Regions from separate parts of the Mus musculus genome. Here region 1 is linked to region 2. A link is a contact called in public Micro-C data. All regions are on one chromosome and are shown on one strand. Each heading gives the region's core, a stretch centred on a gene start, on an enhancer-like site or on the middle of the called end of the contact. The rest is flanking DNA. Distances are from core to core; before and after follow the strand shown. Region 1 has its middle 410 kb from the start of Gm31711. Region 2 has its middle 21 kb from the start of Gm31711.

The links. A called contact is a pair of places that touch in the nucleus more often than the background predicts.
Region 1: a Micro-C map of granulosa cells shows a contact between it and region 2, with 3 times the contacts expected there. The contact joins two enhancer-like sites. A contact is called at or near these places in 3 of 484 Hi-C or Micro-C datasets (embryonic fibroblasts, forebrain and granulosa cells).

Annotation. Positions count from the first base shown.
Region 1 is chr13:16,669,518-16,672,217 of GRCm38.p6, forward strand. No RefSeq gene overlaps it. Among named protein-coding and RNA genes, the nearest start is that of Gm31711, 410 kb to the left of the region's middle. Within about 2 kb of position 1,409, at least 35 of the 459 cell types and tissues checked have an H3K27ac peak or open chromatin away from gene starts, as enhancers often do. A contact at or near this core is called in granulosa cells, where this site is marked.
Region 2 is chr13:16,281,246-16,284,191 of GRCm38.p6, forward strand. No RefSeq gene overlaps it. Among named protein-coding and RNA genes, the nearest start is that of Gm31711, 21 kb to the left of the region's middle. Within about 2 kb of position 1,581, at least 12 of the 459 cell types and tissues checked have an H3K27ac peak or open chromatin away from gene starts, as enhancers often do. A contact at or near this core is called in granulosa cells, where this site is marked.

The sequences.
Region 1 (2,700 bases), core at 159-2,658, 390 kb after region 2:
TGCCTTCCCAAAATAGGCTTTGACTAAGAAGGAGTGGAGTAATCTACCCTTGAAATGAAAATTTAAATGACATATATTGTCTGCTTTTGGACATACTACTTTATCAATTGACAGGTTTCCATTTTAACTTGTTCTTAGAGCTGTCTATCTGTTTGAGTAGTAAAGTGTTGATAATCAGAAAAGTCTACTAACACTCTATATCCTGAAAAGGAAGGAGACAAAACAAAGTGGGTTTTGTCTACATTTTGTGTTTTGTCTCATTTTTTGGACATAATTTTCACATGCTGATTTTCATTTGGATTACTGAATTTATTTCAATGATACTTTATCAAATACTTACTATACACATTGTTATAAATGGATGAATACAGTAGATAATTTAGAATCATAAAACTTTGCTTTGGATGCCAGCTTTCCTTTATTTAACTTTTAATTTTATACCAAAAGACTAAACTTCTATGAATTTAGTAGTTTTCATGTTGTTTGAGAACAACTCAAGATTCTTTGGAGTATTATATGTCAGCAACTCTGGTAACTATGTGTAGAGAGTACAATAAATGATTTCTTTGTTGGTATTTTTAAAGAGCTTTAAAGCACAAGACATGTGTTTGCACTGGGATATCATTTCATTGCAATTTTGAACAAGTTCTTTCTTGTCTTCAGAGGCATTACTTTTTAAATGCACCCAAGAGGCAGTCTGTGGGCTGGCCTCCACGGTCACACAAACACACACACGGAATAGCAGTAGTCATCAGTCATAGGAATACTGGTTAGCCACAATGACACACACCTCTAAAGCAGATACTCAAAATGAAAATTTAGAAAGTTATCTTTATAAATGGATGTCTTATAATAATGACTAGATGTTGAGCAGTGACCAAAATAGTCTGATCTTGCACCTTTTTGGCGTCCAAAGAATGTAGGCTCAGCACATTCCAAACCTCAAGTGGCTTTTTCCAGGCCGTCCAAAACCCTGTTTGGGTGAAAAACTACTTGTATTTTGGTGAAGGATTAGCCTTGAGTGTCTACTGATTTTCTTCCACATTTAAGAGCCTGGGGAATGACGTGGTAGACATTAAGATGACTAATACAGACTTTCTATGCTTATGGAACTAGACAGTGAACAGAGTAAATACAGCATGGATGATCACAGAAAAAAAAAAAAAAACAAAAACAAAAACAAAAAAAACAAAAAAAAAAAACAAAAAAAAAAAACCCCAGGTATTAAACTCTAGCCCCCAGATAGGGATGGGAGGTGACAGGGGGCATAAAACAAAATGCCACAGAAGTTCTAAAAAGATCAGGCAATCCCAATTAAAACCAATCACCTCAGCCTTTCACCTCAGGCATTGTAATTACATGGTCTTCTGACCCCCTTCCCACCTCCATGTGCTGTGTGCTGTGGATGACATCATTCTTTGGCAGCATTCACAGCAAAGAAATGCTGGACTCTTTCTGACCTGACTGAATGCTTTGCAGATCTCAGGCCCATTTTTTTTTCACTCTTTGCCATCTCCACACACATTTTTTTTATCAAATTGTGACAAGAAACATAGACCACAATTTATGTACCTCATTAATTTCTTATAGACACCTGCAGTAATTTCCTTCCATTTATGTTCATTCAGACTTTTTCTGATTCCTCATCTTTTCCTTAAACTGTTTATTCTCAATCTGTGCTGGAGACTAGGGGAGTTATTTTCAAGTCATAATGTAGCTAGTTATATATAGTTTATAACTTCGAGAAGTTTAACCCCATCCTCATTATTTGACATTTCTTCACATGGAATTTAATTAACTAGTAATCAGGGTACATTTCCATTTGTATTTCCATAGCATCCTAAATTTCATCACTTGTCTTTTATGTAGAGAATTAATTCTGTACTTTCATCACCTTCCTACAAATGTCCTTTATTGGGTAAAAGTATTCAGAAGGAATCCAGTTTTAAATGCTTCTTTTCTTCCAAGCAATCATCCTCCATCTTTTTTCTCTATATTTAGAACAACTCAACAAAAATATAACTGTCTCCAAAGGCAGGAGACCATACCATGTATACTCAGTGGCAATGTACAGATCTCTCCTTAAATGTGCTTACAAACTTCAGGCACAATTCAAAGGATGGCCTGTAAATGCCATTTCCATAGAGCTCATCAACACCAATGTCTCCTCCCACACATGTTTTATGATGACCATCTTTTCAATAATATACTCCTCTAGTGGCCTTAACTTTGCAAGAAAAGTAAATGTAGTGATTGGAGTGGGCAAAGCTCTGACACTTCCTCTCTCTGTCCTCTCTCACCCACCTCCTGGCAGTGTTTCTCTTAGCTATACTCTGTGGCTTTCGTAACAGCATACCCCTTGAGATTTGTTGTCTTCTGTATTTTCCTCCTTAATTTCTATGTTGATTACTTTTCTTTACATGATTTCAATGATGGACTTTAAGGTTTAGACCTTAGCAATATTATATTTACATTTTCTTCGTGTGTGTGTGTGTGTGTGTGTGTGTGTGTGTGTATGTGCACGTGCACCTGCAGAGGTTAAAAAACAGTGTTAAATTCTCTAGAGCTGAAGTTATAGGACAATGGCTGCTACCTGGTGTGGGTGCTCAGAACTGAACTTGGTCCTTTGCCAGAGCAGCAAGTACTCCTAACTTTTGAGTACTCTCTCCAGTCCCCTTGTTTTCTATTAACAGTCTCTCT
Region 2 (2,946 bases), core at 331-2,830:
ATTTTGTATTTATCACATGGTCCTAATTAGGCAGAGAAGCAACCACAGTGTTGCCTCTCTAGTTCCTCCCCTCCTACATTTACCCCATCTCTATACCTGTAAGGATACTAAGTTGATTGTCCTCTGTCTTTTGTTTTAACCAGGAGGTTCAAGAAGTGTTATCATTAGCTTTAAAATCTGTCTCGACCCTCTTAGGTAAGATAGCTTTACCTAAAACGGTTTGTGTGTAATATGAGCTAGTCTGATGTGTTCAATCATCTAGACAAATACTGCTTTATTCTGGTATATTTACACAAGTAAGCTCGAAGTATGAGATAGAAGAAAATCAGAACTTTTAAAATATATCACCTCACCTGTAATTACTGCTTTTCTCAGTGTTACTCGCAACCCTTTCCAGCCTCACTCTTAAAAGCATCACTGAAGTTTGGCTCTAAAAATGGGAGTATTATAGCCTTAATGTTTGAAACTCACCTCTAAGGGGGTTACTAAAGTAACAATCCTGAGTGTGTAAACTCTGATCACCTTCCCATTCTTGCATGGGATCTCTAAGGCAGGGTGTGGAAGAAGGAAAAATGTGAAGGTTTTGCTAGCTGTGGTTTCCAGTATCATGTTCTGTTTGATAATCCACAGGGCTAATATTGCTCTACTGAGTAGAGATTTCTGAAACAGTGCCACTATCAGGTAGATCAGATAGTTGGCCAAAGCTTTGGCACCAAAGAGACTCAACAAATATATTTCATCACACTGACCCTGTGCTAACAGCAACTCTATGTGGATAACCTCATGGGAATGGAAGTTGAGAAAGAGCTATTTCAAGGCTGCAAATGCCTTAATCTCAGCTCTGTTCAAAATGCAAACATGCTGCTTTTTATGCTCTCAGTAGTAAAACAAATCTGTGGGATTTTTCAATCCTCAGCATGGGAAGGTAGAGAGAAAAGTGAACAAGGAGAACCTGACGTGAACTGTCCACAGTCACAATAGAAGGAAGAAAATCAGGGAGTCAAACATCTTTTTTTTAAAAAAGGGGGAAATAATAAATTAAGAGGGCAAAAATATAGCAAATTATCTGACTAAAGGAGGGTTAAAAAAACGTATTTTATTTGCAATTCCAACACTCAGTTCTTTGTTCAGAAAACCTAGAGAAGTGCCCTGCAGACTCAAAGGCTCCTGAGTTATCAGGGAGCTGTTTCCGGGGGATGTGTTCACCCACTCAATACTGCTGCTTGAATAAAGGCAGAAAGAATAGTGCAAAAAAAAATCTGTAAAAACAGGCCAGCACTCCAGGCTTTGTTACAGCAAAAATGACATTGGTATAATGGAAACCTCAGGAGATAATGGGGTAGACTCAGCCTAGCCTTGGAGAGCTTCCAGGAGGGACCCCTAACTCTTCTAAAGCCAAGGAACTTCCTCATGTCCACTGGCTCTGGGTACAGCCTAACCTGTTATGATCCAGCTGTAATAAGGATGGCAGCCTCCTGGAAAACTCTCTCCCTGGCTGAGATTGTGGAGTCTAGGCCCCATGGTCAGATAGGGGCAGGAACCCAGCTACAAGGACAACAAGACTGAGAAATTCTTATCTTTTCCCTTGCCTTCAAAGTAGCAGTGGAAGGCTTCCATAGCCCTGGTCTCCCAGAATCTGCAGGGTGTCTGTCTGAGAGAGACCCTGAATTCTTCCTGTCTCTTCCACCCTGTCCTTCTTACCAATAGATGAATCTAGAGAGACTGAAACTCTTAAGTGGTTTTCAGAACACTGGGAAAGAGGCCCCTAGTCTCCTTTCTCTGTTAGTCATTACAGAATGATGGTTCTCCACAGACGATTTAAACAATGTGGTAGCTTTGCTATGACTGTATAGAGTGATTCCAAACCTATTGAACTATTTTTTTAATTGTGATTTATTTGTGTTCCTTAATTGAAACAAAATGGTACAGGATTCTACAATAATGGTACCAAGTCCTTCAGCCCACAATAATGTGCAATGCTACTTTTTTTTTCTTTGTCTTTTATGGGGTCTGGCTATTTAAGTCCATCCTAACTACTTGTATGTCTGGGTGTGACATTCCAGATTGGATACAACAGAGAGAGCCCTGCAATGCTCATTTCTAAATCCAATCCTAACAGCCTTGTTATCTTTGTCAGAACAACCTAGTAACTGCTTCCTCAATGTTTTAATTTAGATTTCTGAGATACAAGAGGAATTTAGATGTTATTCCCCACCCCCACTCCACCTTAAATGTGTGGCAGCCTTACTGTTTCTAGGACAGGGCTAAAAAGAAACAGATCAACCCTCAGTGAAGCCCTGGAATGTTATTCTAAGGCGCCTTCAGATTTCCATCCTTCTGTACAGTATTGAGCCTCATTTGGGGCTATAGCTCACAAGAAAACAGTTGTGGCAGAGCCAGAAGATTGAAGACGCCCAGGCGATGGGTGACGATGAACAGGAGGCAGCTAATTGTTTCAGTTCTGCAGCATTGGGAAGTTGTAAGCAAAAATGGAAAAATGAAAACTGTTTCTTTTACTGTAAGTCTTGAACACAAACATTTTAAAGCCCCTTGAGCAATACAATGTATCTTTTTATACAGCTTTTGGGAAGGTAATTGATGCATATTAATGTAGGAATTATGTATGTGGGACTGAAAGCCCAGGTATTTTGATGAGTGGACACTTCCTAAATGAGGCATTGGGTAGTTCGTAATGGCCCAAAATTCTCTTGTAAAAACATATATACATTGTAACAATTTCACTACACTGAACATGCTTAGAGTCTAAAACACCTTGACACCCCCATTCTCTCCTTGAGGAAGTGCATGGTTAATGGCCAGTACACCAGATATCTAATACAAATTCTAAAAGACAATGAGCTACTGTGGTAGGGTAAATGCTTCTTTCTCTGTCCCTTTGCCAGCACACACTGTTTCTCAGGTCACTGCTTTGGTGAGGTTCCTAGC